Linked DNA regions of Sus scrofa: region 1 is linked to region 2. Evidence: chromatin contacts called from public promoter capture Hi-C data. All regions are on one chromosome and are shown on one strand. The core of a region is the stretch at or near the end of the contact, and the rest is flanking DNA. Distances in the headings are between cores, read along the strand shown. Region 1 overlaps TMC1 (transmembrane channel-like protein 1). Region 2 holds the start of TMC1 (transmembrane channel-like protein 1).

The links. Promoter capture Hi-C pulls out the DNA fragments that hold promoters and counts their contacts.
Region 1: a promoter capture Hi-C map of liver shows a contact between it and region 2, with 6 times the contacts expected there. The contact joins the enhancer-like site here to the promoter of TMC1 in region 2. A contact is called at or near these places in 1 of 5 promoter capture datasets (liver), 6 of 47 Hi-C or Micro-C datasets (embryonic fibroblasts, liver and skeletal muscle) and 2 of 2 datasets of contacts at active chromatin or transcription factors (alveolar macrophages and skeletal muscle).

The regions. Positions count from the first base shown.
Region 1 is chr1:225,789,292-225,794,676 of Sscrofa11.1, forward strand. All of the region lies in intron 2 of TMC1 (transmembrane channel-like protein 1), which reads left to right. Among named protein-coding and RNA genes, the nearest start is that of TMC1, 77 kb to the left of the region's middle. Within about 2 kb of position 1,475, at least 2 of the 83 cell types and tissues checked have an H3K27ac peak or open chromatin away from gene starts, as enhancers often do. A contact at or near this core is called in liver, where this site is marked.
Region 2 is chr1:225,711,945-225,717,309 of Sscrofa11.1, forward strand. TMC1 (transmembrane channel-like protein 1) reads left to right here and starts at 2,657. Exons shown (of 24, transcript XM_021064884.1): 1 at 2,657-2,795. It also overlaps a transcript of ZFAND5 not described here.

The sequences.
Region 1 (5,385 bases), core at 225-2,724, 76 kb after region 2:
GTGCTCTGGTGTAGAAAGGGACGCTGAACAGAAACATGAAATTTGTTCCTCTTCCTAATGATGAGGTGATTCCTAATGATGATGTGATCTTTCAAGGTCTAGATTTTTCTCTCTGCTAAATGTTTGGATTATGCTAGTTATTTTTTTGTTAATTTTCCTTTGAGTTCCTATGTTCTGCAAGTCCCAATAAGACTTCATTACTTGACATCAATAATCTATACCATAGATGCTCAGTTAGTCCTACTCTATTCTCTCAGTAAAACATGCTAGATGATGTTCTTTGCAGAGGAATACTGGTAGCCAGAAGACTATTGTTAGTACATTCATGCATTTTTGCCCCCTTCTATTGAGTTTTATGTTTACCAAGGATCAGCTACATGTGGTTCCAAATCTGTTTATGCCTGTTATGTTTGTCATAGATATTACATAGTTTATTTAGTGGTATGAAAGCCAAAGAAATATGAGTGTGAAAAGGAAGAGAATTGTTTCGATAAGACCTAAACTAAATGCTTTGGAGAGAATCTATTCGGTGTGTGTGTGGGGAGCTGTGTAATGTAAGAAGACATTGCAGAATATTAAAAAAATACTCATAAATATCTAGAAAAGTTGATTTTTATGTTTATTCACAGCTGAACTTATTTTCAAATTCCACTTTAAAGAAATTGAAATTGGAGATCAAAGATTATGCTTTATGCAAAAAGGAAGTAACACCAGTGACTTTAAGAAAATATTCTACAACAAGTGATTGATAAATGAGTACACAAATTAATGGTTGAAGGAAAAGTAAATTATTTAGGCATGCATATATAATATCCTGTCTTTCCTCACTTTAACTCCTTTTTTGGTTAACATAGCAATTACAATATCCTGTGTCCAATTAGAGGATATTTACACTGGTTTGTCATATTGAGGTCAGGGCCAGGCTAAAGTTTCTAAGTTTCCTTTGTTCTCTGGACATTAACAGGGTATACTGTATGAATAAATAGTGTGAATAAGATCCTGAAGAGCATTTTTTTTAGGCTTTTGAGATGTAAATATTTATTTCAAACCTAATTATGTATTATAGGGTAGTAGTACTACTTTTTGGGTTTGAGTCCTGCCTCTTATTTTTACTAATTACTTTATGTCTTCAAGGCATGGTTTCTACCACAGACATTACAATAATATACTAACTCACTGGGTTAAGAAGGTTAACTCTGTTCATATACATAAAGCACAGTATCTGGCATGTAGTAGGAACTAAAAATGTGATATTTATTATCCCTTAAAGTAGGTTTCAAGTGCTTCTAATTACCAGTTGATTTTTAATGTAATAACAAGCTCTGGAAGTTATTGTATAAAAATGATTAAACTTTATGCACCTTTTTGGTGGGGAGCTAAGGCAAATTTGAGAAACAACAGGATGGCTGGGGCTGTGCAATTTGTTTGCGTAGAGGCCAGAGGTCAAAACCAAACAGCAAGTTAGAACCTCCAGTTAGGAGTCAGTGATCAAGCTCAAACAGATATCAGTATTTGTAGCAGATGCTTCCAAGTGAAGTGTTCCTTCTGTGTAATGCACTTTTGCTGCAAGTGATGAGCTATGTTCCAGGGTTACTGCTGCAGGAATGAGTGATGTTTGCTTCCTATCTCTTACTCTCAACAAATCAGCTAGAATGTGCCTTTTGAAGCCTAAATGAGATTGCATCACTCCTGTGCTTAATAACACACAATACCTGCTCATTTCACTACGAGTAAAAGCCAGAGTTCTTACAGCAAATGGCCTGCAAGGCTCTATGATGATCTGAGCCCTCAATTATTCCACCGTTCTCATCTCTGATTATTCTTCTCATTCACTCCTCAAGCTACTCTGACCTTCCTATTATTCTTTTTAAAAAGTCTGGCACTTTCCTGTCCCCTGACTTTTGTTTTTCCCTCCACTGGCAATGCTTTATTAACCCTAGCAGCTGGCTCCACTCCCTCACTTCCTTCAGGTCTTTGCTCAAGTCTTACTTTCCCTGTGAGACCTTGACCACCTGTCATCTCCCCACACTCTCCTTTCCCCTGCTTACTTTCTTTTTTATATTATATGACATATTTATTCATCACATGCATTTTTTCCTTCTGTTTCTCTGCAAGAATGTAAGTTCTGTGAGGGCAGGGATCTTTATATAGTTTTGTTTACTTATGTATCCCAAATGCCTATAGAATAGTGCTTGGCACATCATCTGAGCTCATTAAATATTGGTTCAGTGAATGAATGAACAAATGAGTGGAAGAGCCAGGACTGGCTAGAATTTAGTATTCTTTGTCAAGGGCAAAGCAAATGGCAAAATTATCAGTCTCTGGGGATTTACTGAGGAAATCAAAGATCTTTGTAGATTGGACTGGCTCTCTGACTTCAGCCACAGTTTGGAAATCTCCCTTTTCCCTAACTCACACTGCTTTCTTGATTTTATTGCCTTAAATTCAGGTTTACTCAAGCATTGAGAGTCCAGGAACTGTGGCTAAGACCCAGATGATCAAGATAATAAACACATCTTTGCTTCAATTTTGTGATATATGGAAAAAGTCCTTTTTCTCCTTTGCTTAATTACTTGTCTCTAGTTTGGTTTAATGATTACCTAATAATTTGGAAGTTATAACCTTTGTTACTAACAGTTGCAGTTTCTGACCCTCTTATACTGTATCCATTTTTGGTATTGAGGGTTTATAAATTCCCTTTCTTCTCTTTTTACTTAATTGCAGCTTAAATGCTTCCAGTTTCCATGGCTTTCTTTCTGTATAAAATAATAATTATATCACAATAATAATTATACTGTAATAAGAATTATAAAATTATTTTGATCTATTCAGTAGGTAGCTGCCAAGTTTTGATTTGGGAGCTTCAGATATATTTTCACTAATCTTCATACCAACCTTGCAGGGGGCAGTTTTGAACTTTGCAGATTTACATTATGCTTCTCAGCATGTATGTTTTCTTCTGATTGGCCCCTTCAGGATCACTAGAAGCCCAAAGTTACAGCTTCCTGGAGCCCACTACAGAATACCTATAATCATAAAGTTTTCACCAATTTCCAAGGTGAAATTTCTGAACTCAAGTTTCAATACCATTGGGTGAGGTAGAATACATCTTAAAGAGTACACTGAGGGAGTTCCCGTTGTGGTGCAGAGGAAACAAATTCCACTAGGAACCATGAGGTTGAGGGTTTGATCCCTGGCCTCGCTCATTGGGTTAAGAATCCAGCATTGCTGTGAGCTGTGGTGTAGGTCACAGATATGGCTTGGATCTGGCATTGCTGTGGCTGTAGTTGTGGTGTAGGCTAGCAGCTGTAGCTCCGATTTGATCTCTAGCATGGGAACCTCCATATGCTGCAGGTGCGGCCCTAAAAAAATAGAGTACACTGAGGAGTTCCCTTGTGGCTCAGTGGTAATGAACCCAACTAGGGTTCATGAGGATGCAGTTTTAATCCCTGGCCTTGCTTGGCAGTTTAGGGATTTGGCGTTGCCATGAGCTGTGGTGTAGGTAATGAATGGGGCTCGGATCCCCCCTTGCTGTGGCTGTGGTGTAGACTGGCAGGTGCAGCCCTGATTCAACCCCTAGCCTGAGAACTTCCATATGTCTAGTATGTGGCCCTAAAAAGCAAAAAAAAAAAAAAAAAAAAAAAAAAAAGTACACTGAGAGGTAGACTTAAATTGCCAGTACTACACTATAGTAATCACTAAGCAGTTTTTTACTTATTGCAGTGGAGGTTAACCCTCTTCCTGGCAGGCCATACTTTCCTTTTCCTGCCCCTGTAGCATACGTATCATCACACAAACAAAATCAAATAAGAGCTATTTTTAAGTTTCCAGCCAGAGAATACTCTTTAAGAACACCTTGGTCTTTCATAGGCAGATTGTGCCTTTTGGCTCTATGTTAAATTAATTCTGTTTTGTAAGGAATAAAGTACCATTCATTTGATTAGTGTACTTTTGAACAAAAAGTAAAGAGGATATTTGAAAAAGTAAAGACAAGTATCTGAATATGCATCAAGAAAATGACTAGCTTTCCCTAGTTTTCTTACTTATTCAAGTAGAAGAATATAGTGTGACTCAAAAGTCAGATATATAGAATTGTATAAACTCATATCTGTAGTCAAATCAGATAGGAAAAAAATGGAGTTCCTGTCATGGCTCAGCAGGTTAAGAACCCAACTAGCATCCATGAAGATGTGGGTTTGATCCCTGACCTTGCTCAGTGGGTTTAGGATTCGGTGTTGCTGTGGGCTGTGGTGTAATTCGCCACTGTGGCTTGGATCTGGCATTGCTGTGACTGTAGCATAGGCCAGCAGCTGCAGCTCTGATTGGACCACTAGCCTGGGAATTTCCATATGCTGCAAGTGTGGCCCTAAAATGCCAAAAAAAAAAAAAAAAAAAAAAAAAGAAAAGAAAGACATTTGAGATTTCTTAAGGGAAGAGTAGCACTTACCCAATCTCAAAGGACAGTGTGTTGACACACAATGAAATTTCCATGTACCTGGTTAAGTAGATTTAGGGATTTCATTATCTACTGCACATAATGGACAAATGAATAAAAATACTTGTGCAATAATATTTGAGATTAAAAATAATAATAACTCATGTACTGCTTAATAGTAGAAAAATGGAAAAGTTGATATTAATTAAAAACATTTTTTAAGTATAGTTGATTTGCAGTGTTGTGTTAATTTCTACTGTACGGGAGAGTGATTTAATTATACATACACTATTCCCATATAGTTAGTGATATCACATGATATTTCCTATACAATAAGTGCTCTGGTAGTTAAAGAAGTAAAGGATGAATTTAGGAGTTCCTGCTGTGGTGCAGGGGATTAGGAATCCAGCTCAGGTAGCTATAGAGGCACAGGTTTGATCCCTGGCCTGGTACAGTGGGTTAGAGGGATCTGGTGTTGCTGCAGCTGTAGCATAGGTCACACAGTATAGCTAGGATTCAGGGGAACTTCCATATGCTGTGGGTGTAGCCATAAAATTAAAAAAAATTTTTGAATTTATAAATTCTGATGAATTTTGAAATGATCAAGAGAATATGTGAAATATGGATGTACTTCCTCTGTCATTATAGATCTCACCCTAGTTGAATACTGTGTCAAATTTAAACAAAACTTTTGGTGGGATGGATTAAAAAATGAGTACCATGATTTAGTAGGCAAGTTAATAAAGTCCTTTTTATTTTCATATCGTTGTATCATTCAGCCATGACAGTAATTAAATTCAAGTACAGAAGTAGTGAACATAAAGTTAGACTGAATCACAAATGTTAAGCTATGATTTTCAAAAATAAATATATTAAATCACATTGTTTATATAATTTTTAATAATAATGATTTTTAAAGGTGAGGACAGATTTTCTTATAAATTAAGTAA
Region 2 (5,365 bases), core at 1,407-3,906:
TTTGGTTACCTCTAATTCACACCTAAAAAACAAATCAAAAAGACTACGGCATATAGGGCATGTAACTGAAAATCTCCCAGCCGCCAATATGAATGTAAAAAATTTTACACTTCTGGTGCACAAAATGTTAAAAGACATTAGAAGTGCCCACCCACTTGGAGTCGAGACCAGGAGTTCTAGTCTCTAATCTACCTCTAAGTAAGCCAGTGACCTTGGGCGAGCCCTTACTTTCCAGATCTCAGTTCCCTCTTGCCAAATGGAGGTTAGTGTGATTTTTAAAAGGTTCCTTTTCAGGCTTAATATCGGGCCTGGGGGGTGGGGGGGAAGGAATAAAAAAATCTTTTGAGGACGACATTTTGTGGGAAAAACCTGAAAAAAAAATGCAATGTTTTCACCAATAAAGTTCTGAAATCCTACTTTTAAAAAGAAGTAAAATAAAATTCATTTAGTTTTTTTTTTTTTAAAGCCTGCAAATTACCTAAATGGCCAAGTTTAAGGACAGTGGCTCCGTGACCTATATACTCCTTTACCCTAATATGTCAGACCAGATTCTTCGGAGACGCTAAATCAATCAAGGTAATCCCAGCTTTTCCCCAAAACAGCTCCACAGTGCGTGTAAAGCGAGCAAAGAATTTCACGTTCACCAGCCTAAATGCATGAAACAAAGGAGTAGGTGCTCCACTTCCTTCATGAAAGAGATCTTGGTTGAGAAACGCAGCGACACCGGTAAAACTGAAACACCACGACAGAGAAGGCCCCCTCACCTAATGTTCGGCGATTTCAGAACAAGTTCGGGTCCCACTGGTCCTCCACCCATACCCCTATGACCCTCCAAGAGAAGGCCTCACTCAGGAGAGCCCATCAGGGCCTTCTTCAAAAACCACTGAGTCATGCATAACAGCAGCTCCGCAGGCCAGGCCGGCCCCTCACCCAGCCTGTCCTGCGCCGACCCCCCGACCCTCAACTGCTCCTCCGAGGAGGTGGAGATGGGGGGGTGAGGAAGGCAAGGGGCCAGGGGCGCCGCCGCCGCCACCATTTCTTTGTCTTTCCTGGTCAGGCCGCCCACGCCGGGCGCCACCGCCGAAGACGGCCGGGGTGGACTTGAGGGAGGCCCGGAGCCCGAAACCCCGAGGCCGCACGCCAGGCATTGTTTCCACGGCCGTGCGAGTGCGACTGAACCGGAGGCAGGGAACCGGGTCTCCGGCCACGACGACACGATGACGCCTTCGTCTTTGTGCTTCCTGAACTGGCGGGCGGGCTCCCCTCCCCCGGACGCCGCCGGCCGCTAGGGTTTCGCCGGAGGCCTACGGCACCCCAGTCCTCCGCTCCCACCACCAGCCCGGGACGAACAGCCGGGAGCCCTGCCTCCCCTCCACACCACTCACCCTGCGGGGCCAGGAGCCGGGCTCGCGCGCGACACCGGCGCGGTGGGGCCGGTCCGAGCCCTCAGGGATAGGCGAGTCGGGTGCCTTGGAGCCGCAGCCGCGGGCCGGTCGGAGCCGCAGGAGGTTGCGCCGCCGCCGCCGCCGCCGCGGGGTCCTTCTTTGTTCCCGCAGCAGCAGTGAGCGTGGCCGGGACACGCCGGAGCTCGGGAAGTGGGAGGAGGGAAGCGGCGCGGGGCGGGGGGACAGAGGAGGCGGAGGGAGGACCGAAGGCCGCGGCGGCTAAGGCAGCTTTCGGCGCTCACCCGTCGTCGCCTCACGCCTCCACCAGCGGCGGGTTGGGCAGACTCCGAGGGCGAGCCGGGCGCGCGCAGCTAGGCCTGGGCGCCGCAAGGGCCCGCGGATGGCGCTCTCGGATGCTTCTTCTACCACCGAGGAAGCTGCGCTGTTCCCGGGAGCTACAAGCCCAAAACTGAGATGCAGACAGATCTGCGCTCCAGCTCACTGACGCGTTCTCTCCTGCCGGCGCTCCGGCTCTGAGGGAAAGAGGGAGGGAGGGGGCGGGGTCTGTGCGTCATCGAAAACCCCGACGGCGCCGGCGGCGCCGGGAGCGCGATGACGTCACGTGCCCGTCGCCGCGCCTCTCACTCCAGTCACCCGGTCGGGGAGGAGGGGCCGAGCTTGACCGCTCTGCAGTTGCGCGGAGCCGAGTCACTGGCCGGGCTGCCGGCCTCCGGGCGGAGCTGGTAGGAGTTAGACCGGTGGAGGACGCGTTTCTATTTTTAACCTGATTATCCGCCCTCAGCGTCTCGCCTTCTGATTTTCTCAGTCGAGCCTGCTTTTCGCCATCTCAGTTCTCACGCTTTGTCTCGACCCCTTGGCAGACATTTCCCTTTCCTCCTTACTCCCCCTTCCCCCACCCCTGGAGAAAGAGGTAGAAGGATTCGCCTCAGAAAATGAACTGCTCTATAGCCTCTGGGTCTCCTCGCCTCTTTATGACGCTTCCCCGTCCAGTTCCCTCCCACACCTTTTCGGTTCTAAAGTACAGCTTGAGCGTTGCCTTGTTGCTGTCGGGAAGGAGCAGGGCAGGCGGCGCTGGCTCTCTTGCACGCCCAAGGTCACGGGTGGTTGTGCAGAGTCAGGAAATGCTTGGCCTCACTGGCTGCCAGTCCTCCGCCCCGCGCGTCGGCGTTGTTGTTCTGAACAAACTGTTTTGGCCAGCCTGTAAAATCCCTGGAAATTGGCTATTCCAGCAAAGCGTCTCGAACTGGGAAAGCACCAAATGTTCTACTCAAGAAAAGAAGGGCCAAACAAGCTAGATCTGAGGGAGAGATCAAAAAGAAGGCGTTGCAGGAGGAAATTCAAGAGGGGGCAATTCAGAAATGAGGCACAGGCCCTGACTAGTTTGAAAGGGTGAGTTAACTAAAAACAGAACCTTTTCAAAGCAGCAACAAAAAAATCCCACGTGCAGCTGACCTCTCCAGGTGACTTTAGTTCAACTCAGAAGACCAAAATTAGTAACACAGAAAGGGACTTACGAAAATTTTGTAGTAAACAATGGCCTAATGAATAAATAGAAACGGTTTTTAGGCCTTCTGATAGCCACCATTAAAATGGAGAGGTAGGTCCCTTCCTTGTTTCCCAAACTTGCTGATCAGAAAAATCCACCTGGAGTAATTATTTACCTTTAAATAATCACCTAAGCTTCTCCCTTGGAAGTAGTTTTGGTTATCTGGGACTTTGAAGTTGAAGTAATGATCCAGGTGATTCTGATTTATAATTTTGTCTGGGAGAATGTTGTCCTGATGCACTTTGCCAACGTTTCCAAATCAGACCGCTTTCTGCCACAGTAAGCTGAATCCCTAGAATGTAACTGACCATTTTCTTTACAACTTGGAGTTATTGCTACAGGCAGTTAATGTGTTGAAGATGTAAGTAGTTTCGGATATTGGTCCCAGGAAATTTACTTTCTTGATGTAGACAAATTAGTAAAAGCAGAGCAGCTGCCATTTACAGGCCATTTTCAGGGCTAAGATTTTTCATTTAGGGTCTCGTTAATCCTCACAGCAGTTCACCGAGATAGGTACTATATAGCCATTTTCAAAGATAAGTGAATAATGATGAAAGAGGATAAGTGACTCTCTTGAGGCACTGAAGGACAGGGAAATAGTGGAGGTGATTCTTAGGACAAAAGTAACTTGGAAATTCTTCCCCCCACACACATCCATTTTAGTTGTTAAAAAGTGGAACAAGATAATTCTTGAAGAAGCATGATTGAAAGAAAAAAACCAACAAAGTAATAAAACAAGCTGGTTATTTAATAAGGTATTGCATAATATATATTATGTAGCACCTTCTCAGCCAATCATAATTTTCTCTGTAAGGTTGTTTCTAACAGGAATGTACTTGATATTGAGCCTATTTTTAGCAAGTTACTGTTGCAGCAACTACCCTAGTTGTTCTCAAAGTGTGGACCATACACCAGCAGCATCAGTATCACTTGGGCACTTGTTAGAAATACAAAATCTGGGAGTTCCTGTTGTGGCGCAGTGGAAATGAATCCAACTAGGAAGCATGAGGTTGCGGGTTCGACCCCTGGCCTCTATCAATGGGTTGGGGATCTGGTGTTACTGTGAGCTGTAGTATAGGTTGCAGATGAGGCTCCGAACCTATGTGGCTGTGGCTGTGGCATAGGGTGGCAGGACAGGGAAATATTGGATGTGTAGCTTGGATTAGACCCCTAGCCTGGGAACCTGCATATGCTGCAGGAGTGGCCCAAGAAATCAAAAAAAACCAAACAAACCAAAAAAAACTTTGTTGAAAGAAATTGATGAATTAATGTGTGTGTGTTTATAATGTGTACACTGCTTTGGATATCACCTTTTTGAGAAACTAGTTACTTTGGTCTCAAGAACTTTAAAAAATCTTTGTGACTGAACAAACTAGTTATCAATGTTAAGTACATATTTTGAATCTCAGTAGTTCGACCTCGGATTGGCTTTGAAACACCACTTTGGAGCTTGTCATAACTTGGGCTCATGGGTGGGGGTGGGCCAGAGAGATAGTCAAGAATGAGGTCAGTGATTTGGCAAAAGCTCCACAGCAACTGGAATTGTTTAAAGCTCTAGCAGTGGCAATTGGCACTAAGGCCCTAGCTGTCACAGAAAGCAGGTAGATGCCATGAGGGAGGTCAGAATTCAATTAGAAGACTGCTAAGAAAGAAATGAGTAGGGTGGGCCCTTGTCCTGGAGGAATGCAAGTTCTAGGCAGAGAGCCAAGGCAAGTTTGTTATGTTCATGTAATATTTTTTCATTTACAGTGTGTATTCAAATGCTCTAATTCCATACATTCTCACAACAGCCCATTGAAATGGTATTATCATCTCTCCTTTTGCAGAGGAGTTACCTGAGGCTCAGGGCAAACTCATGTGTTCTGTCCTATGTCATGCATCTAGTGAGAGTCAGAGCTGGGAATTTAGCCCTCTGTCCCTTGGTCTGGTGTTCTGCTGCCTCTCGAGAAGCATTTTTCCCTTTAATTTACATTATACTTACATTTTCCATTATAATATGAACCACCCTTGTATATCTTGTGTATCACACTCATCTCACCCAGAGTTGTGACCTTAATAGAAACTCTGATTAGGAGTTCCCGTCGTGGCGCAGTGGTTAATGAATCCGACTAGGAACCATGAGGTTGTGGGTTTGGTCCCTGCCCTTGCTCAGTGGGTTAACCATCCCGCGTTGCCGTGAGCTGTGGTGTAGGTTGCAGACGCGGCTTGGATCCCGCGTTACTGTGGCTCTGGTGTAGGTCGGTGGCTACAGCTCCGACTCGACCCCTACCCTGGGAACCTCCATATGCCGCAGGAGCGGCCCAAGAAATAGCAAAAAGACACACAAAAAAAGAAACTCTGATTAGATAGTTTCTTCAACTTAACAGGCAGCTCCTTCTAAGTCTCATTTGCTGGTTCTAACTTCTCTCTTGAC